Linked DNA regions of Mus musculus: all the other regions are linked to region 3. Evidence: chromatin contacts called from public promoter capture Hi-C data. All regions are on one chromosome and are shown on one strand. Each heading gives the region's core, a stretch centred on a gene start, on an enhancer-like site or on the middle of the called end of the contact. The rest is flanking DNA. Distances are from core to core; before and after follow the strand shown. Region 1 holds the start of Sh3yl1 (Sh3 domain YSC-like 1). Region 2 holds the start of Alkal2 (ALK and LTK ligand 2). Region 3 holds the start of Pxdn (peroxidasin).

Region 1 (3,465 bases), core at 815-3,314, 970 kb before region 3:
CCCACTGTCCCCCCCATCTCCCCAAGGCTTTGGATGGGGACAAAGAACTGGAAGCAAAGGGCAGAAAAAAATCTTTGCTTTGTATCTGCTTCCCAGAGAAATTGAGGGAAATGTTGGGATAGGAAAAGATCACAGATGCATGCTTTGTGCATGTCAGTTAAAAAAAAAGGGGGGGGGATAAGTGAATGTTATGGTAGAGTCCTGCACTTCACAATACCACCTGCAAATGAGTGAATGGACAAGGACTCTTAGTCACAATGTATCAATTAAAAAAAACCAGAGTAAATGTAACCAGAGTTTTAAAGCTAATTTTCTTTGAAAGGTAAAAAAGAGAAAAAACAAAAACCAAGGTAATATTGACTTATTTCACAGACATTGAACACAGTGAGCCAATAACCAATTCTCCTTAGTTAAGATGCAACAAACAGGATGAATGTTATCACTTAGTCTATTTTAACCTCCAACATAGCAATTTACAAACAACCAGATGCTACTATGGTATTTCAATAACAGGCCACAGAGCAGAATAAAACAGCACCTTCAACCCAGCCGTGTTATTCTCTAAACTTTGTGTACAAGTGAACTAACTCATTAGTAATCGAAACATTTCCTCATATCTCAAGGAAAATACCTGGGCCAGCAGGAATACAGAACCTGTTCACTTGGTAAACACAGAACAGGGCAAGGCTTCTGCCCCAGGCCAGGGCATTCCTCCATGGAGGTGGTTACTTCAAGTCTTTCTTCCCTGGTCTGCCTTGGCAGGGCAGTAGTAACATCTGTTGAAAAGAAGCCGGCACATTTTGCCAGGGGAGAAACCTGCTTCCTATTGTTACCTATTCCTATTGTTCAGAGCACTAAAAGAAAACAAAACAAACAAAACAAAACAATAACCAAACCAAACAAAAAAAACCATACAGGCACTATATACTAGAGATGCAGCAATCAAATTACCCTCCACACCACCCCTTTGTAAAGTATCGCAGAACCAAAGACACTGTGTCAAAGTCCTGACACCTCTACCTCTGGAAGTCCCAAACGCATGTGAGCCCCTCCCCTAGGGACTATCCTTTCCCAGAGATCACATTCCCACAAAGGCCCTACACAACCCCCAATCTGCACCTCCTTCATCTGTGTCAAGTACACAGGATGCCAATTCTCAAAACAATTTGAAACCAGAAGATGGTAAAACATCAGATATTAGGGGAAAAATAACAAAATGAAAGTCTGTCTTCAAAACTGGAAATGCTGGAGGAAAAAAAATTTTTTTTCTGCAATGAAGCGGAACGACTGTGGTTAACAATCAACCAAAACCTTTAGCCAGGAGTGTAGAAAACTAATCTTGAGTTCTGAGGATTTACAAAAGGATCCGTGCAGTATGATCTTGGTGGATGCGCCCAGACAAACCCAGGGACTTGACTGTTTTCTCTCCTCTTTCACAACGCCCATCGCAAGAGGAAGAGTTGCCGCGGTGCCGACACGCCCCAGCCGCTCAGACCCTTACTCACTGGTGCCTGCCGCTCCTCTCGGTACCCGAGCTCCTCACTCCAGTCCAGGAAGAGGAAAGCGTTCTCCTTGGTCCGCCTCCCTGACGGGACCCGCCCAGCGGGCGCACACCTGACCCAGGTAAGGGAATAGGTGTATGCCCTGTTTTTGCCAAAGCGATCACTGGTCCTATACCCTTGCTCAGAACGTAGCTCATCTGCGTCCACCCGCCTCATTCCTTTGAAGCCTTGTAAATCACCCCCTCTTCTTAATCGGGGAAACCCACTGCTAAGTACCGTGGCCCGGCCTGGGGTCGGTGGTCCAAAGGGGTAACTTAGCTTGGAAGGGCGGGTAGCTCCGATCGGAGGAGCCACCCTAGGAGGCTCTGCAAGCCGCTATCCTTGAGTTCATTGGCTGCCCTGGCACATCCTAATCCTCCCTGCTCAACACCGTGCCACCCAAGCTGCTCTGGGGGTCGCCCCGCGTTCACCCCGCCCTCACTCCTTAGACGTGCGACCTGGGCAGAGCTCAGAGTGAACGCTAGCCCGGGCTGCCAACCCGAACGCCTAAGCCCCGCCCTCTAGGCGACTTCTGGCCCCGCCTCTGGCCGCGTACGAACGTGGGGCGGCGGACTGCGCATGTCCACGGTCAGAACCCTGGCAGTGCGCATGCGCCTCGTCCCGACGCGGTTTCTGGGCGCCAGGGTCTGCACCGAAACATGGCAGAGGTTGGGTCCAAGTCAGTGCTGTTCGTGTGTCTCGGTAAGGACTCGCCGACTTAAGGGTCTTTTTCTTTGGGACCCTGAAGTGCTCTCCCTGTTAGGCTTCCGAACAAGAGCGCTGGGCGGAGGAAGCAGATCAGAAGGCCTTGGCTGGGCCCGCGTCTGAGCACATACTCGTTTGTCTGCCTTTTTCATATGCATCCCCCATCATCTGGTACTCCTCTGAGCCCGAGATCTGTGTAATTTTTGTCCCAGATTATGCCCTTCCAAAGCCCATGTCACCCTTCCGAGTGCCCTTCAACCACAAATCTTTGTGCGAGTTCTCTCTCTCAAGCCCGTAGACCCCTCTCACTTGCTCCTCCTCTTTTAAGTCTGAGAGTCGCCCATCATCTGCTTTGGCAGTTACTTCCAAATCTCTGTGCTGAAAAATATCCAACCAAAACAACTTTAGGGAGAACAGATTTGTTTTGACTCAGTTTCAGAGGTTCAGGCCCCTTTTGAATGGTTGTAGATTCTGGGCTTGTGGTGAGGCAAGGCATCATGGTCCTTCAAGGTGGCCAGAGCATGAGTCAGGGACTATTTGCTCCTGTGGACGGGAATCACAGAAGGGGAGAGTAGAGAGCAAGACAAGCGTTAGCCCCAAGAGCACGCATCGGGATGTATTTTCTTCTGCTCAGCCACACTTGTATCTTTCATTACCTCCAGTCATTTCCTCATATTTTGAATCTACTGGGTTAAACCATTGACTAGGTCAGTGCCCTTATGATCACATCCTCGGGGGATAAGCCATCACCGACGTCCTGAGAGTTGTCTTTTTCTAATCAGTTAAGGTCTCGATGACGATTAATCATCATCCCTGTTATTCCCTCATGCTCTTGTCCGTCACCTAACTTGCTTTTCTTCCTTTGAACCCTCTCACCTGCTAACTGGCCCAGGTGGCTTCATATCTGTAGTGTGACTCTCTAAGCTGGCCCCTTCTATTAGAACAGCTGGAGTTCTTGCCGGAAACCCCCACCCCCACCCCTGTTCCCCATTGTGCCAACGTGAGCCTAGGTTACAGGAAGACCATTCTGTGACAGGTTTGTTTGATGTCATCCTTGGGTCACAGTTGCTATGGTTCTCAGCCAGTCTCTTTTCTTTAGGTCTCTCTGAAACCTTGGTTTTCAGTCCCTAGGACAATTACTCATGCCATGTGAAAAACAGTTTGTTTTTAAATGAATAATCTTTTAAGTACCTTCTAACACAGAATTTCAACCTTGATT
Region 2 (3,442 bases), core at 311-2,810, 950 kb before region 3:
CTCTCTCTCTCTCTCTCTCTCTCTCTCTCTCTCTCTCTCTCTCTCACACACACACACACACACACACACACACACACACACACAAACCCTGTTAAAATTTAAAGTTGATTTATCTTTAAACCTGTGTTTCTGAGAAGCAGTTCTTAAAAATATTAATATGTCTTTCAGACACGGAAGTTAGCCCTTCCATCCATATTGTCAAGACCCACTTTTGCTCCTCAGTACACAGTGTGGCTAGAACTCTTTTGGGGCCCACAGTGACAGGACCCCACTCACTCTTCAGGTCATATTGCTGGGCAATCAAACATCCTTGGTTTCTCAGGTCCATATGTCAAGACTCAGTCTCATCAATTCTGTTTACGTGTTCAGGACCCCACCCCTTCCAGTCCTCGTGGTCCAAAGCCTTGGCCCTCATTCACTCTCTACCTTGTAGGTTGGCACTGTTGGACACCCACCAATTACCAACTCTCTCCCCCTCAGATCTACACTGTTGGGATACTCACTTTCTGTTCCTCATAGTCTACACTGCCCGGATCCTCATCCACTTTCCACTGGTCCATTCTTGCCACAGCTCAATTTTATTAACTTTCTGTACTTTGTGGTCTACACTGCTGCGGGACACTCCTCCACTCTGTTCCTCAGATACACACTGCTACGGCTCCCTCTTCTACACTCTGACCCCACAGTCTACGCTGCCAGATACTCACCTCTTGAGACTTTCTGCCTTTCAAAATCTACGCTGCCAGAACCCCCCGCCCCTTACTCTCTTTCATATTATGGTCTACACTGCTGGATTCTCACCCACTCTAAGCCCTCCACCAGTTCTACACCGAGGAACACTCACCCACTCTCTGCTCCTCTTGGTCTGCCCCATAATCCGTGGCCTCTCTGCGGCCCAGGGCAAAGTCGGACTCGCCAAGGAGCTGCAACCTCTTGGAGTCTCCTATGTGGAATTTCTTCAGCTCCTGGACCAGCTCAACTAGCAACCTCAGCAGCGTTTGCCGGTCTGCAGGCCCCCTGGACTGCGCTCGTCCCCGGTCCCCCACCGTGCTCAGCAGTAGCAGCAGCGCAAGGAGCATCGGGCGCCCGGACACGCGCATGGCCCTGGTGGCCTGTGTCGCGGGTCTTGGGACCCGCCGCCCCAGCAGCCGGCGCCCAAGTTTCCCGCACGCGGAGTCCAGGCGCAGCCTGAGCCCGCCGCACAACTTTCTTTCACAGCGGGGACGGCGCGCGGGGTCTTTGGACACCTCTTTGAGATGCGAGGCCACAGGTGACGCCCCGGGGGCTGCCGAGGTCCGGAGCCGCGGAGCAGATGGGCAGCCCTGGACTTGAGAGGTCCGGGCACCTGCCAGCGGTGGGCCCCGCACTGCCCTCGGGCACCTGCGCCCACGCCGTGGATCCCGCGTCGTCCTCGGGCACCTGATCACCAGAGGTCCCGCGTCTGCCGCGCTCCTCGGTCCCCCAGTCCCGACACTACTTGATGAGCTCCAGCCCCACTTGTCCAGCGCAGGGACACAGGACGCGCAGCTCCTACGGGGACAGCGCTCACCCTGCTGCTCCGAGTCCCGCTGTCCTCGGGCGCTTCTTATTCCCGCGGCCGCCGACGTCAGGCGGGTCCCCCGGGTTCCGAGCGCCGCTTTAATTAGAACCACGGAGCGCCGCTCTGGGGCGCGGATATTCGTCAGGCCCCTCCGCCTCTCGCTCTCTCATCCCCTCCCCTGTCCCCTCCAGGCCCAGTCTTCAGTCTCCGCCCCTCCCTCACGTCTCCACCCGCGTCTGGTCTCCCCCTCTCTTGTCCTTCCTCTGCCTCTCCTGTCTCCCTCTCCCGCAGTCTGTTTCCCTCCGTTCCTGTCACAAGTGACAGGATGAGCAGAAACGCCTTTACCGGGAACTGGGATCTGTTTTTGTCTAAATGTAGATCTTGGGCTATTTAAAAGGAGCTGCTTGATTGCCTCAACATTGAGTGTCATCTAGAGTCTGGACTTTCTGAAGAAGGGTTCTGCTGAATACAGGCAGGTTTCTGGTTCTGAAGAGGATGATGGGAGCAGGAGCGCCCTGCAGAAAGCCCCTCACTTGGAGGGACCCAAGCAGCCTACGAAGGTTCTTAGAGCAGTGACACTGCTGTACCACGCTGGACCCGGGGCCTGGTTGGCTCCAGAGCTCTTGCCACTCAAAGCTGCATCTTTAAGAAAGTTTGATCTTTTGGAAATAGCCAGGCACATTTGCAAGGGCTCAGCAATTTACTTGCCTGATTTTTTTTTTTTCCCTCTTGTGATAAGTATTACCAACTGCACAGTTTCCCATTTCATTGGTGCTTTCTGGGCAGGAGCTGGAAGTCCTCCAAGTCGGCGATCACATCGGGGAAAGGTGTTCTTAGTACAGCATCGGAAAGGGAGAAGGCAAGCATTAAAAGCCTTGATCTTTAACCCGCAGTTGCTCAGGCTGCTGCGAAGATGCAGTGCCTTACAGGTGCGCACCTGCACTGGCCAAGGGTGAGCAAGGGATCACTGTGTGCCAGCCCCTGCTCTGCACGGTTCTTGACTTCTAACTCCATTTCCCCTCTCCACCACCTTCTCCCTCCTTTCACTGGTTTTCTTTCCCTAGCAGATCAAGTGCCTGGTAGAGTGGGACCACGAGCTATGGGAGACCCTAACAATTTGATTTTCAAATTTGGGTTTTTTGTTTGTTTGTTTGTTTTAGCTTTAGTTTAGGGCTCCCCCCCCCAGTTTATTTAGTTTTGTTGCATGCAATATAGTTGAAAGACATAGGATCCTGATGAAATGCATTGCAAGACGAAGGAAGATTTCCTGAGAAACAGATCTCAAGCAGATAAGATGGGATACTTCTCCTTCCCTCCTTTTCTCTATCCCTGTAAGAAGGGACGTGAAGTTCTTCTGGCAATAGGGAGTCCAACTGTCCATCTGCTTTCTCCTTTAGCAGGTCAGCATCCACCATACTCTGGTATCTGCACATCTATGCACCACTAATCACCGTGCAATGGTGACTTGGAGAGTTTCTAGGTTATTGTGATCATATTTTGCTTAATCCCAAACTGTTTTAGATTTACCTAGACCTGTTTAAAACAGCGCTTCACAGAATCAAAAGCTTCAAGTTTGAAGATGAAATAAGACAAATAACAGCAATGGAACGGAACCCACCCCTTCACATTCTACCAGCACAGCAAGTGCTAGTGATGAAATGATCCCTCTGTGGTCTTTCTGGTTGTCAGTGAGACAAAAAGAGTCCTTGTGGGACTCCTCTCCATCACCCAATTGTATTGTGCTTAACTCAGTGCACTACAGAGATAGTTATGTGCACAAACAATAGAGGAAATGTGTGTCTGGTTGGTTTTTGGACATGAAATCTGACAATCAAAGATCAGACAATTTACGTGTCTGTTTAATCTTGCAAAGTTGTATGGTCAAAAGACTCCAAGCATTCC
Region 3 (3,471 bases), core at 404-2,903:
GAGAATCTGACTTTGCCCAGATGTGAGAAATGACTCTAGGGTCCAAGTTTTGGCCATTGAGTCACTACAGAAATTCTCTGTATTTGGAGACGTTCCACTCTGGCCCAGTTTAAAAAGTTTATTGGTTTAAAGCACACTGTCTGTCCTCTCAGATGCAGCCTTGGCTGACCATCCACACCCTCTGGAATGGAAGCCTTATTTAGCTCTCTAGAGGACTAGGCTAGGCATTCCCACCCCAGACTGGCCGCGTGCGGCCCGCACAATCTCCCCCAGAGGAAGTAGGACACCCATGCACTTTTAGAAGTGAGAGCCCTGACCGACCGCCCACTCCTTGAATAGTTCCCTCAGATTTTTATAACTTTCGCAGGCATCCTCAGAGATGCCAAAGTCCTCCAGCCCAGCCACAAAAAAGTGAAAACTCTTTTTGGAATGCAGAAGTGCAGCTGCAGGACCCTGAATTACAGTTGGCCCCTAAACGCATGCCTTCCTTCACAGAACCAAATCTCAGAACACACAGAGGCCTGCAGCCAACTCTGCAGCACTGGGATTCCTTCAGATCTGGGGGCTTTCGGTGAAGGCGCAAAGCACAACTCCAGGTGAAAAAGCCAGGAAGTGGAGGACGTCTGCGAAACTGACCAACTGAGTAGAAACAGCAAGAGGAGAGTCCCAGAGCTGCTCAGAACTTGGCCACCCGCACGATGGTGGGCCCTCCATGGCACCTGGAACGCCAAGCTTCTTCCAAGCAAAGAAAAAGCTCCTTACAAGGGCTGCGCCCAACAGAGTCCTCAGGACACCCAGCGAACTTGAAGGCTCCAGCGCAGAAGCCGATGGGAGTACACTTGGCGCTGTGGCGCCGCGGGACCCAGAATCTGCAAGAGGTTTCCTTGGCGCAGGGTGATGTGGGGTGGGCATCCTTCCAGAAGGAGGAGAAAGGGGGGCAGGTACACTGATGGAGAAAGAAGGGGTCGGAGGAGGGACGACCCAACCCCAGGCCTGCGCTTTAGAGAAGAGAGAGGGAGAGGAACCCCGAGTGGAGAGAAAGTTGAGAAGACACCGGAGGGAAGGCCAGGCGGGGAGGGCTCGAGAGACGCGCGGGGCTTTCCCTGGCGACTCCCTACTACTTCCCGGTCCAGCGGGAGATTCCGAGTTTGAACAAAGGCGGCTCCCCAGGCCGCGCGCTAAGCGCTCAGGTCCGCCCCTGGCGTCCTAGCCAGGACGGACAAAAGGCCCAGCACACCCTGCGCCGGACGCCGGGGTAGCCCACCTCTCCAAACCAGTACCCCTGCCCCCCAAGATACCCACGCCCCTCGATCCCCCTGAATCGCACGTCCCGCAGACCCCAGCGCCCTCCGGGCCGCACTCACAGGATGGAGGTCTGCGGCGCCACGGCGGGCACGGCCTCCAGCAACAGATGCATGCAGCGCACGGTGGTACGGAAACACAGGCAGCGGCTTGGACAGCCTGCCCCTTGCTTCGAGGCGACCACCGCCATGGCCCACCAGGCAAAGCACAGCAGGAGCGCCAGCAGGCAGCGGCGCGTGGGGCGCACGGCCATGGCAGATGGCGCGGACAGGAGCTGGCACGCGTGAACAGCAGCGGAGGAGGCCTCGGCGGGCGCGTCCACCGCCGGCTCCCAACTGAGCCCTCCGGTCCCCGGCCCACGTCCCAGCTGTGCGCGGGGGGCGGGGAGGGGGGCGCCAGCTGTGCACATGCGCGTGGCTCCGCCCCCTCTTAGCTTCGCAGAGGGCGGGGGCTGGGCAATCACCAGGGCCTTGGTGTCTGAACCTAGCGACCCTTCTCGGAGGTGCAGCAGGGCCTCCTTGGACTGCAGGACCAGTGCACACAGACTCCACTGTGGGGGGCTCCTAGAGGTGCAGAGGTGTCGCTTGGGACAGAGATTGGATCCCTGATTCTGCTTTTAAAACTGCAGTACCACAACAAAGTTACCCCACATCCCTTTATCATCCTTTCTCCCTGTATCCAAGGGTTTTGTTGCTAGTAATACCTTTTTTGAATACTTACAAATTTTGTTGTGTTCTAGGAAGTGAGCTTTCGCGGCACTGCCTCTTTTGCCTCCGTGCCCACCACTGTTCCCACACAAAACATCTATCTCTAGTTTTCCTCGTTCCTACTTGAGAAACTGAGGCACAGCAACCTCCCCACCCCCCAGTGCACAGCTTGTGGGAAGGCTGTGCTGCAGAAATAGAAGCTCCCTAGCGAGAGATTCCTGAGGTCTCCAACATTCACCGCCAATGAGGAACCCTTGTGGGGAAGATGGGATGGCTTTTGCGTGGACAGCGTTAAGACAAGGGAAGCCCTGAGGTTAACATCAGAGTGTACTCTGCAAGATTGAATGCTGACACTTTATACAGTTCTCTGATTCTCCCTGGGGTTCCAGTCTCTCCATTCTTCAGCCAGGAAGGCCAGGTTAGGCAATACAACCAAGGGAGCAGAGGTCTTAAATGTGAGGTTTGGAACTGGAGCCCAGGTGTGACAGTTGATCCTGATTCTCAACTTGATTGGACTGAGCACCTAGGAGAGTATAAAACTCAACTCTGGGGGAATTTATAGAAAGTTACCTAAAAGGAGAAGACCTACTAAGAACCAGAATGACACCCATAGGTTGGCAGTGTAATAGGATAGATGGAGAGGAAAGTCCAACAGCCCAGGTGTTCCTTCTGTGATTTCTGGCTATGTAAAGGGAGTTACCCAGTTCTGCCAGGCCTTTCTGGACAGGCAGACTGAAATCTCTGAAACTCTGAGCCAACACAGATCTTTCTCTCTTAAGTTTTCCCTCCGTGTTTTGTTACTTTATTGAAAAAAAAAAAAAACAAGACACCAGATGTATCTTGACCTGCAAACTACTGTGTTTCCACTCTGACTTGGGCATCAGGGTACTGCCCAGGGATGGGGTCACACTCAGGCACTGTCAGGAGACTTCCGATGCACTGTGCCAGGCTGTACGGTGGGGGAACTGGAGGCTGTTGGAGGAGGCTCCAGTTCCTAGTCACTGGGATCTCTCCATGACTGGAATACCTCCGACCACCTGCAGCATGTATTCCAGAGAGAGATCGGGATTCAGGCCTTCCTGCTAAACTGCCAGCATGCTATCACTTTCCAGGCCACACTCCTGAGAGTAAGAATCGTTCAACCCCAAAGCCTCCTGAGAGGCTGCCCACCCCAGCAGAACAGACCTTCACTGCCTGGAGCTCCTGCAGAAGCAGATCTAAGTTTCCATGAGGGCAGAATTCCCAGGTATGTATTGCAGCCGAGATGAGCACAGGGCAAGATGGAACAGTCAAGCCCGTGTACTGTGATAGAAACCAGACTCCTATCTGCTGCAGTTAGTACAAGTCAGGAGCCCGATGGACCCTGTCCAGTACAAGACAGCGTTGCCTTCAACGGCAGCTACAAATCCAGGGTCCCTAGGCCACATGCCTCACCGACTTGTTAGAAAATCTTAGTCAAGTG

The links. Promoter capture Hi-C pulls out the DNA fragments that hold promoters and counts their contacts.
Region 1: a contact with region 3 is called in a promoter capture Hi-C map of trophoblast stem cells, with 2.7 times the contacts expected there. The contact joins the promoter of Sh3yl1 here to the promoter of Pxdn in region 3. A contact is called at or near these places in 1 of 39 promoter capture datasets (trophoblast stem cells), 1 of 484 Hi-C or Micro-C datasets (extraembryonic endoderm stem cells) and 3 of 115 datasets of contacts at active chromatin or transcription factors (astrocytes, extraembryonic endoderm stem cells and stem cell-derived neural progenitor cells).
Region 2: a promoter capture Hi-C map of hippocampal neurons shows a contact between it and region 3, with 2.1 times the contacts expected there. The contact joins the promoter of Alkal2 here to the promoter of Pxdn in region 3. A contact is called at or near these places in 6 of 39 promoter capture datasets (the 3T3-L1 cell line, cranial neural crest, frontonasal cranial neural crest and 3 more), 2 of 484 Hi-C or Micro-C datasets (cerebellum and cerebral cortex), 1 of 115 datasets of contacts at active chromatin or transcription factors (astrocytes) and 1 of 9 other capture datasets (embryonic stem cells).

Annotation. Positions count from the first base shown.
Region 1 is chr12:30,910,268-30,913,732 of GRCm38.p6, reverse strand. It overlaps Sh3yl1 (Sh3 domain YSC-like 1), which reads right to left and starts at 2,064. Exons shown (of 10, transcript NM_013709.5): 1 at 1,506-2,064. The coding sequence starts at 1,506. Acp1 (acid phosphatase 1, soluble) reads left to right here and starts at 2,121. Exons shown (of 6, transcript NM_021330.4): 1 at 2,121-2,243. The coding sequence starts at 2,201.
Region 2 is chr12:30,882,442-30,885,883 of GRCm38.p6, reverse strand. It overlaps Alkal2 (ALK and LTK ligand 2), which reads right to left and starts at 1,560. Exons shown (of 5, transcript NM_001159743.2): 1 at 845-1,560. The coding sequence starts at 1,100.
Region 3 is chr12:29,936,218-29,939,688 of GRCm38.p6, reverse strand. Pxdn (peroxidasin) reads right to left here and starts at 1,653. Exons shown (of 23, transcript NM_181395.2): 1 at 1,365-1,653. The coding sequence starts at 1,555. It overlaps Gm31939 (a long non-coding RNA gene), which reads left to right and starts at 1,702. Exons shown (of 4, transcript XR_001780596.2): 1 at 1,702-3,255.